Linked DNA regions of Sus scrofa: region 1 is linked to region 2. A link is a contact called in public Hi-C data. All regions are on one chromosome and are shown on one strand. The core of a region is the stretch at or near the end of the contact, and the rest is flanking DNA. Distances in the headings are between cores, read along the strand shown. Region 1 holds the start of MRPL19 (39S ribosomal protein L19, mitochondrial). Region 2 holds the start of GCFC2 (GC-rich sequence DNA-binding factor 2).

The links. A called contact is a pair of places that touch in the nucleus more often than the background predicts.
Region 1: a contact with region 2 is called in a Hi-C map of liver, with 4 times the contacts expected there. The contact joins the promoter of MRPL19 here to the promoter of GCFC2 in region 2. A contact is called at or near these places in 2 of 5 promoter capture datasets (fetal liver and liver), 31 of 47 Hi-C or Micro-C datasets (alveolar macrophages, blood, brain and 16 more) and 2 of 2 datasets of contacts at active chromatin or transcription factors (alveolar macrophages and skeletal muscle).

What each region holds. Positions count from the first base shown.
Region 1 is chr3:67,609,686-67,615,394 of Sscrofa11.1, forward strand. It overlaps MRPL19 (39S ribosomal protein L19, mitochondrial), which reads right to left and starts at 1,638. Exons shown (of 6, transcript XM_003354755.4): 1 at 1,486-1,638; 2 at 1,200-1,317; 3 at 536-654; 4 at 192-326. The coding sequence starts at 1,621.
Region 2 is chr3:67,546,520-67,551,806 of Sscrofa11.1, forward strand. GCFC2 (GC-rich sequence DNA-binding factor 2) reads left to right here and starts at 1,284. Exons shown (of 17, transcript XM_021087312.1): 1 at 1,284-1,618; 2 at 5,001-5,132. The coding sequence starts at 1,342. It overlaps LOC106509776 (a long non-coding RNA gene), which reads right to left and starts at 1,222. Exons shown (of 3, transcript XR_001307629.2): 1 at 766-1,222.

The sequences.
Region 1 (5,709 bases), core at 388-2,887, 64 kb after region 2:
AAGAGAAAGCAAAGCACCAACTCTATTTACTCAGCAACCTCAATTCTCATACCATTCTTAGGCCACAGGCCCTCAGAGCTCACATTCACTTTCAAGTTCCAGATGTCTTGTGCAGAAAATAAAAGACGCAGAAAATAAAAGACTCTTCGAGAATACTTTCCAGAAAATCAAAATAATGAAATGAAATCTACCTTGTCCTTCAATAGTATTTCTAAGGATAAAAGTAGCTCCAAGTCCTGATCCTGATCTCTGGATACAAATCCCCAGAAACTGGCTGGTTTTTGCACTGGCATATGGGTCAGCAGTAGTAACACGAAGAATGCTTCCTACAAATTCAAGAGGAATTTTACATGAGATACAGAAACAAATAACAGTACTTCCAGGTAATTTCAAAACTCCCAAATGTTGTAATATAATATTAGGGATAAGTACCTCATATAAGCAAAACCCAGACAGGTGAAAAACAATGTTCTCTATACCAAGAAAACTACCCCTCCACAACCACTAATAACAAAAGCACCCAGCTCTTACTGACCAACATAGAACTCTGGAATGTGGAGTATTTTTCTCCTTTCTAACATATCTTTTCTTTCTATTTGAAATTTCAGAGGATTTGTTCTTCCCCTTGGAGGAATGAACTCAGGACTCAAGAACCTGTGAAAAATACAAGTTTTAAAAAGTTAAAAGCAAACTTAAAAGACCACTATAGGAGAAACCACTGCTTTACCCCAAAAGTGAAATTTCAGGATGTTACCAGGAGTTCCCACTGTGGTGCAAAGGGATCAGTGGCGTCTCTGGAGCCCTGAGGCTCAGGTTTGATCTTCAGCCCAGCACAGTGGGTTGAGGATCCGGTGTTGCTCTAACAGCGGCATAGGTTGCAACTTTGGCTTGGATCTGATCACTAGCCCAGGAAATAACCGTTCCTTAACATACGCAAGTAAAACACGAGGTACTTAAGAGAAAAACTCCTGATACAAACCAGAGCTTCGCATCTGGGGAATCCCTACTTGAACTTCCGATCTAATAGGACTGCGAAGAAATTTTAATGCAAGCTTGGGAGAAGCGAGGAAGACAAACTTGAGTGGGAACAGGGGATTCATGAATCCTGCACACAAGCTCTTGCCCTGTGGTTTCCGGACCCGCTTTAGAGCTATAACGGGAGTACAGGTTCCAAAGCGCGTGTAGGTAGAGAGCCTCACCTGGTTTCCGGGCGCTGGGGACGGCGCTTGTCCACGATAACCGGTTTCGGCGGCGGCTGAAACGCGCCGGGCTCAGAAGATCCAGTGACCTGCTGTCTGCCCGACCCCGCGAGGGTCCCTGAGGGAGCAACCTCAAAGGTCAAGGCTACATGTGCCAGCCCAGAAACCCCCAGCTCCCCCAGAAACCTCACAATCTCCTTCAAGTAGCGCCCCAGGCTCCCAGGCTCGCCTCCCCGTAGCCTGACCCTGACCTGCTCCCCGGGCTCCCCAGCCCCGCTGCACTTACGGCAGATGACAGAGGCTGGTGCAGGAAGCAGAGCCCGGGTAGGTGGAAAACTCTGCCCCAGGCCCACCGCAGCCCAGGAGCCCCTTGTAATAGAGGCCGCCATGCCTGCTCGCTGGGTAGAGACTACAACGCCCATCAATCAGTGCGAAGAAGGCGTGGCCACCTGTGCGAGATGGCGGCCGCCACAGGCCAAAATAGACAAGTTTTTTTCCCCCAACCCCACCTGGAATTGTTAGGGAAAGTGCACACACACTCTCTAGTTCTGTTACTCGAAAACTGGCTCACTTCTTGGAGAATGTGGAGCCAGTTGGCACAACCAAGCCAAAGATCAGGAGAAGGAAGGACTTATTACTTGCAGCAAGTAAGGAGAATACCGGGATCTTTCCCAAAGCAATGTCTCCCCAGCCAGCAAAACTGGGGAAGGTTTAAGCTAAAGAGGCCATGCATATTCATGAAGGAGCTTGAGCAGAGAAGAATTCAGCATGGAATTAGGGCAAAGGTCAACAGAGCAGACTGAGGTAAGGATCAGAAAAAGTCCACAGCATCATCCCTCAGTTTGTAGTTGATGTGGTTGTTCAGCTCTCAAACGGAAAGTTTAAATTCTGCAAAACAGCTCTAAAAAGTGCTTTCAGCTAATCTCTACCATTAAAAGGGAACTGGGAGCCTTTATCATCTGATTTATAATCTTTGCTGTTGTTAATTCTCTTGCCCAGTAACAGTTTGTTCTTTTGTTCCCTTAAGATATGAGACCTATTCAAGGGCAGGCATTGTGGCCATACTTAGGTCATAAAATGTTGGCTTTTTTTTTTTTTTTTTTGGTCTTTTTGCTATTTCTTGGTCTTGGGCCGCTCCCGCGGCATATGGAGATTCCCAGGCTAGGGGTCCAATCGGAGCTGTAGCCACCGGCCTACACCAGAGCCACAGCAACGCGGGATCCGAGCCGCGTCTGCAACCTACACCACAGCTCACGGCAACGCTGGATCGTTAATCCACTGAGCAAGGGCAGGGATTGAACCCGCAACCTCATGGTTCCTAGTTGGATTCGTTAACCACTGCGCCACGACGGGAATTCCGGCTTTTTTATTTTATTTTATTTCCAGCAAAAATGCCTATATATCCTGGATCCTTCTTTAACTCTTTGGAACAGTTTCTCAGAGTTATTTGAGAGGCTATATCTGGTGCTGTGGTCTTCAGTCCACTGAATAAAACATTCTCAACTTTAGGTTGTGCTTTGCTTTTTTTTTTTTTTTTTAAGTTGACATTCCCAAGAGAAGACACTCAATACCTATTAAACATTAAATCCCAGTACTGTCTCTTCCAAGCCCTGATTATCCTCAAGTACCTTTTTTTTCTGTATGAATTTGTCTATATTAGGCATCTCAAATAAGTGGAATCATATAATGTGTCCTTTTGTGTCTGGCTTCTTTCACTTAGTACAGTGTTTTCAAGGTTCATCCATATTGTAGGCGTGTATCAGAATTTTATTCCTTTTTAAGGCTGAGTAATATTTCATTTTATGTATATGACATATTTTGTTTATCAATTCATTTGCTGATGGACATTTGGGTTGTTTTCACATTTTGGCTATTGTGAATAAAGCTGCTATGAATGTTACCATCCCAAGGGCCCTTGACCTTCTTAATCAATGGTAAGAGGCCAGACAGGAAAATTCAGGCAAGGCTTTATTGGAGCCCCTGCTGCAGCAGAGAGTAGAAACAAAAAAGAATTTCCTTTGCTTGCTTGCTTGCTTGCTAGGGGCCGGGGGGCAGGGGGCTAGCTGGTTCCTTACAGGAGTCAAGGGTAGGGGTGGTATAACCCAGCTAGGCCCTCTTTGGCCTTCTCTGAGTTCCAAAGGGCAGTTTCAAACATTCGTTATTTATCAGGGAAGGAAAGGGATGCAGAAATGAAGAAGAAGCAGTCAAGAGACAGTAGTGTAGGCTTGGGGCATGGTCCTGGTTCCTCTTCAAGGAATATACACAACAGTATCTTTGAGCCCTTCTGCAGAACTAAAACCCACAACAAATGGAAGATGTTATCTGCTTGATAGAGCATTCTTCGTTGGAGAAAGGAGGGCAGCCCGAGCCAGTCCTGGGGCCACACGATGCAAGCTTTGAAAGACAATGCAAGGTTGCCTCTACCCTGATCCTTATCTTCGGCCCTATCTTCCACTCCCCAAACTATAATCTCTCCCAAAGGGAGGCACAGTGTTTAAGGCATTAGCCTGCTGTGGCCCCCTTTGCCTGGCAAAGCAATAAAGCTATCTTTTCTCCTTCACTCAAAACTCCAGTTTGTATTCAGTCTCCGCATTTCTATTCAGCACCAGCTGACAGAGGCCAAGTTTCAGCAACAGCGGATCCAGGAATCTGGGCAGAGAGGTGGCTTTAGTGGTCTACCCACCCCTCTAGTGGTGGTGTGTGCCTGGGGTTTGTTCAGTACCCTCCTTTTGCTCCTAACACTCTGCTTTTGGTCTCAGCTCTTCAGAAGTGGCAGTTGGGTATTTAGTTTTTAGTATCTTCTTGCCCATAATTTGCCCCAAATATGCTTGTTTTTTTAGTCCCTTATAGTATCTTTGTATTTTGTTGCTTGAGATGTTTGTCCGGATGCAAGCATTGCCACCAGTGTGGCAGAGGGTCTCAGGTCCCAGGCCCCAGCCTATGTCATGAACACTGATGTGAAAGTGTCTGTATGAGTTCTTGGTTTCCATTCTTTGGGGAGTGGAATTGCTGCATCATAGGTTTCACTTTGAGGAAACTCCAGACTTTTCCACAGTTGCTGCACAATTTCACATATTCACCAGCTATGTGGGAGGGCTCCAACTTCTTCACATCCTCAGGAGCACTTGTTATTCTCTCTCTCCCTTTAAAATAGCCATCTTTTAATGGGTATGAAGTGGCAGTTCACTGAGACTTTGATTTGCATTTCCCTAATGACTAGTGATGTTGAGGGTCTTCTCACGTGCTCATTGGCCATTTATAAATCTTTTTTAGACAAATGACTGTTCGAGCCATTTGCCCATTTTATCTTAATTTCTTTTTGGCTGTGCATGTCTAGTTTGCACCATTTTTGCAAAGACTGTCTTTCTCCCCTAGAAAAGAAATGTTCTGGCTGCCATGGTCTTACCACATTCTTACCAACAAACCCTTATTATTATTATTATTATTATTATTATTATTATTATTATTTATTATTATTTTTTTTTTTCGTCATTTCTAGAGCCGCACCTGCGGCATATGGAAGTTCCCAGGCTAGGGGTCTAATCGGAGCTGCAGCTGCCAAGCCTATGCCACAGCCACAGCAACGTGGGATCCTAGTCGCATCTGCGACCTACACCACAGCTCACGACAACGCCGGATCCTTAACCCACCGAGCAAGGGCAGGGACTGAACCCGCAACCACATGGTTCCTAGTCGGATTCGTTAACCACTGACCCACGATGGAAACTCCTTGCAAACTCTTATTTTTCTCCAAACTCTTGTAACTAAGCAGGACCTTATGGGTCCTTTTGGGGGCAAGCCCTTCCCCCTTATCCTCTGCTTTAGCTCCTCCCTGAAGTATAATATGTATCTTGTTGGAGGTTTACAGGAACTTTGTGGTCTGACCCCTGAGGACAGCTACAAGAACAAAGGATTTCTGAACCAAGAATTTTGCAACAAAGAACCACACCCCTCCCTCACCTTGCGTTTAAAAATACTTTGCAATTTTTGGATCTAGGAGCTCCATATTTGGGGGGCAGGAGCCACCCATCTCTTTACATGGCCCTGCAGCAAACCTTTCTCTGCTCCTAATTCTGCTGTTTTGGTTTGTTTGGCCTTGCTATGCATCAAGGCACTCGGACTTGCGCTAACAATTTTGGCAAAGCCAGCCTAGGAGTCTGTGCCCATGGGGGGCCAACCCTGGCCCCAGGAGCCCCTTCACTGACCCCTCAGCAACTTCCAGAGGAGGGAGCCCTTTTTCCTCCAGGAATCTTGAGGGGACTGTCCCCAACAGGCACAGGCTGCCCATGGCTTGAGGATGTTTGGAGTCAAGAAAAGTCCAGAGCTGTGGTCCACATTCCGTGTGGCTTGGCGGTAAGTTGCTCCAGCTTGCACAGGCTGGGAACTCTCTCCACTCCATTTGGGCTGCTACCCTTGCAGGAAGGAAGCCACTTTGGGTCCACTCTCTTTTGAGAGCTGGGCTAAGCTGGAGATGGTTCCTCCATCTGGGAGTGGAAGTGGAATTTTAGAC
Region 2 (5,287 bases), core at 34-2,533:
TATATATTTTTTAAGTAATTTCCAATCTGTAGGGCTAACTTGGATGTACTAACTGATCATCAGGACCAGGACCTCCATGCATATTGCGACCCTCTGGTCCCAGGCCAAGGATCTCATCATAGTAAATGCAAGAAAAAAAAATGATGCTGAAAAAATGAAAGCACAAAGGTCCATACTTTTATAGATGCATTTCCACAAAACTGTTTTTAATTGCCAAAGAACAGTGTGATACTTTACTTACAAATAAGACTTATCAAAATTTTTATCTGATAAATTTTGACATAATTTGGCTTAACATGGCAATATATCCATTACTTATAACAAGACAGAAAGAAAAAATAGCTCTATGAGAAAGGAGGCATTTTCCAAAAGATTGACATAATCCTTTTGTAAGTAGCACATTTATCACTAGAGGGCGCTCAGAACCCACTAACCAATGCCTAATAACGCTGACTAAAACATTTCACTAATGGGAAGAAAAAAAAAAAAACAAAACGGCTTAAGTAATACATTGGTTTCCAAAAGTTGGAGAATATTTCATATGCCAATTTTCTTCAGTTACTAACCTCTGAAAATTTAAGTTATTTTAAAAAGGTGAATAATGCAAAGTCTCCTAATAACCAGCTAATCAATAAGTTAGTATTGTAAATAAGTATAGTGGGGATAGATAAGATATATGGCGTTATTCATGCTCTCTGGGGGGGGGGAAATCCTAATATTCATGAGAAAGGGCAAATAATATAAGATAGTGATGATTATGGGTACCTGGAAAGGCTTCTTGCTCTCTGGTTGCTCTTTACTTGTTTCTATCTGTAATTCTAAGAGGCCATCCTTTTTATCTCTGTGCTTTTCTTCTTGATTGTTGCTTACTTGTGCAGTATCATTTCTGTGTAGATGTTACTGTTTAGCTTCCAGAGACAATCTCTTACACAGTGTAGGCTTATTTGTTTTAATTCTTGTTTAGAAAGAGAACTTCACTTTCTCCAGAAAGTCGAAGAGTGGATCCAGTCCAGGATGTGGGCACAACGCCTGAGTCCCAGACAGGGTTTGCACAAAGAGAGCCTGTGAGTGCTGCTCTCCATAGCAGTTAGCTTGAGGAACCTGCGGTAATCTCTTCGCGAGCACCTGCATAAACTGACCTTGCAAAGAGAACGCCGCACATCCCTAGAAACCCCGGGAGACGAGTTGGGTCGTACAGAACGAAAAAAGAAAACTACGCATGCGCATGGCGAAGCCGGCGTCGAAGCCGCTTGGCTCCCGCGCGCTTACGGGGCGGCGAGGCGGGAGGCGGGAGCGTGCGCCTGCGCGGAAGCCGTAGACCTGGTGTGTCTGGGTTCGGTCATGGCTCACAGACCGCAGAGGACTTTTCGGCAGCGCCGAACTGACTCTAGCGACAGCGACAGCGGCCAGGAACCAACTGCCGAACCAGGGGTGCCCGGAGAGCAAGTAGCCCCGGGCCCTGCGGAGGAAGGAATGCTGTCCGAAGGAGGCTGCGCGGAAGTGGCAGAACGGCTCCGCCGGGCCCGGGGCGGGGGCCGGGGCCGGGGCCGGGTCTGGGCGAGTTCCCGGCGCGCGGCGAAAGCGGCTCCGCGCTTGGACCCAGGATCGGATGCCCCAGGTGACACAGGGCGGCGGCGTGGGTGCCCGGGGCGGGGGCGGGAGGAAGACCCCGAGGAGTTAGGGTGGTTTCGGATCTAACCCGGTGCTTACCAGGATGTGGGCTGCATCGCAGGAATAGTAAGCATGACAGCCTGCTTGCGAACACCCGCCCGCTGCTGGCATCTCCACACTGGGCTCCCAGGGGCAGTAGAATGAATCCTGTTAAGTTTGGGCTCCTCTGTTTTGCAACATCAAATGAACCTTCACCAATTATAGCTTTAGTGCTGCACCTGATGCTTATGAGGAACCTAAATCGCCCCAGAAGAGTTAAAAAATTTTCTGATATTTCTAAGTAAGTGGTAATACTTTCTGGAAACGTCCCTAATTGTTTTTCTAGAAAACATCTAACTGGATGGAATGGTACGCTGGAAAAATTTAGGTGACAGGCTTTGGGACATTTTACTTTTTTTAATTTAAACCATTATTTAAAGAAAAGATTATGTCACTAACAGTAGGTAAATGACACTGTAGACTGCCAATAATGATGTTAAATACAATGTAAATTTTGAGATACCTTTGTGTTCCTAAAAATAGGATTCAGGTAGCATCAAGTTGTTTACATAAGGTGTGTTCTTTTTTGAAATGGAGTTTAATAAGAATGGTTAGTCGAGGAAAAAAATTCTCACCACTCTTCGGTGATTTCTTAGTCAGTGTTATAATCACTTGTTTATATGAAGTGTGATTTTTTTTAAATGCTTTTGTATGTTAAGTCATCTGGTTAAACTATCAGGGAGAATTGAGGCCAGCACTTGCTGTTTCACTTGCTTTGTAAAACAGTGGTACTCAAGCTTTTTGGTCTTGAGTATAAAGGGTAAACCTTCATACTTTTAAAAATTATTAACGATCCCAAAGAGCTTTTGGTTCTGTAGATTATTCTGTAATATTTGCCGTATTAGAAATTAAGATTAAATTTTTACTCTTTTAAAATTAATTCATTACATGTAAGGAAAGAAACTTTTTTTATGAAAAATAACTATTTGCCAAAAAAGAGTAAGAGTATCATTGTTTTGACTTGGGGTTTTTTATTTTGTTCTGTTTTTGTTTTTTGTTTTTATGGCTTTTGAGGTTTTTTTGGCCAATCCCGCTGGATGTGGAAAAACTAGAGCCAGGAATCAAAATCTATGCCACAGCAGCGTTCTGATCCACAACAGTGCTCACATTGGGTCCTTAACCTGCTATACCACCAGGGAACTCCAGAGTGACGTCGTTTTGAGTTTGAATCTCTTTAACATCTAGCATAATGGGAGACAGCTGAATTCTCAAAACTATTTCTGTATTCAACCTGTTTAAATATATTTTGTTTTTGATTTTGAAGAAAAGCACAGATAGATGGTTACCAGTCCTCAATAGCCTTTTTGGTTTATGGAGGTTATTGTGCTTTAATGTGACAATGCAGCTCTCAACACGTGATACATTCTCAAAGGTTAGTTTGCAACATGGAAGCTAAAACTCTATCTTCTTTTTTTTTTTTTTGTACTCCATTAGATTAAAATCTTTTGGTGTGTTTTGTACTTTAAAAGAATCTTTTACCCAGGTATGAGTAGTAACATCATGCATTGATTCTTTGAGAAGTGTTGGTTCACTGAGTTGCAGTTTTTGCAGGTGTTGGTATATCTAATTACACGCTATCCAAAAAAACCCTCAATGCTACTACTATATCATCAGTCTTTTAGTATTGGAAAGCTATCAAGTTCTCAAGAGGATATAAGTTTTCTCAAAATTCCAGCCTTCATTTGAAATCAATAATTCTTGAAGTGATATTTTGCTCATTTTGAGAATGTTTGTCAGATATCCATGTCTGAATAAATAGTTTGTCATTCTCTGAAGGCAAATGGTATTCCTGCTCAAATGCAGTGGCAAAGTTCAACTTGCATCTCATCACACAGTGCTTTTTCTTGAGGCAACCATTGCATTTGAGTATGCCCCAGAAGTACTTTATGCATGCTTCCATTTTGATTTACAGAATATTAAAAAGATACGTCCTCAGGATCAAGATTTAATAAAATTTTGCATTGCTTCATTAAGAAACGTGAGTGAAACTGGATGTTTTTATTGCCACTGCATGTTAGCAAAGAAGCTACTACTGCTTCTGTGGTCATATCCCTGTTATGACTCAGACTGAAATATCAGCAGTTTTACCAACCCCTGTTTTTACTTCATTTTGTAAATATCAATGGTAAAGTGTGTGTAACATGTTAATAGTGTGATGGAAGCAGTTTTGGCTTATAGCTGTCTAAAAGTGTTCGAGAGACCTCTAAGGGTTGATGGACTATACTCTTAAGAACCATTGCTTTGGTGTAACTTTTCTTCACTTTAGGAAGATATAGGAGTTGTCATAAATAGCAGTAGCTAAGAAAGATGTAAACTGTAGCTATTTTCCTCTGTCTTTTAAGTTTGGTTTCTTAACTCTAGACTTTTTTGAAATGTATAAGGGATATAAACATCTAATTAAGGGATGTTTTTAAGGTAAAGAGTACTATTTATGTAATCTTGAGTTTTAAGGTTATTCACAAATATGACAAAATAATTGTGAATTAACAAGTCCTTTCTTTGTCAATAATACCATGAATTCCTTTACATTTTGTTCATTCAGTTCTTGAATACCTCTGTGAGAGTTATCATTGAATATTACCTTTAATAGATTAATTGACTGTGTCCTTTCCAGAATCGTACAGTGGAAATAGATTTATGATTTGGTTTGAGACCACAGTGCTCGTTATAGTACTCCTTAACCACCAGCCCTTGATATGTGTCATAATATTTATGAGAGCCTAAATTCCAGAGTTGGATGAAATTAGATTGAAAGCCCTGCTTCTGCATTTAATAACTTTGTGACACTTTGTTATTTAGCCTCTCCATTCCTTAGTGTCCTCATCAGTAATAGCATTTACTTTATAGAATTGCATTAAATGAAACATACCTTGTGAAACAGACTTCAGTATGCCTAGTACATACTAGTGTAGTGTATGTGAAGTGTTCTTTTCTTTTTTTACTTATTTGCTACCACTGCTTTCCTCACTGTCTTAAATATTCCTTCATTTCTTGTCATTTTGTTTCTCCTATGTTCCCTTTCCTCTTTTCATTTCATTCTTTAAGGGAGGATTTTACTAGTTAAGTAGATAGTGCAAATAGGATAAGCCCTTGTACATTTATCAGACCATCTGTTGATTTCAGAAAGAATGGAAGTTAGGGACAGATCTGCATTAGATCTACCTTAATTTAAGTATGTGGAGTAAAATGAAAACACCGTATTTTATATGTGCCATGTATTGTTCAGAATTTCAATTATTGATTCCAACGTCTTGACTCTTTCTTATTATATTTAAAAAATGTCCTCTTAGAATCCAGAACAGTTGATCTTTCAACAGACAGAGAGGATGGAATACATCATTCTTCAGAAAGCAAAGATGATCAGAGTTCATCTTCCAACAGCTCTAGCTCTCTGGAAGAAGAAGAAGAATTTTTATCAACAGGTTGGTAATTTTGGTTAAGAACTTTATTTCTAATACTAGTATTTTATGCTAGTGATTGTTATTATTGGTAAACTCCAGTGAAGTCTAAGGCAAGTAAGTCATTAATGATTGTCAAAGTGCCAAAATTGATTGCTCATTCCCATTGTGTAACATGC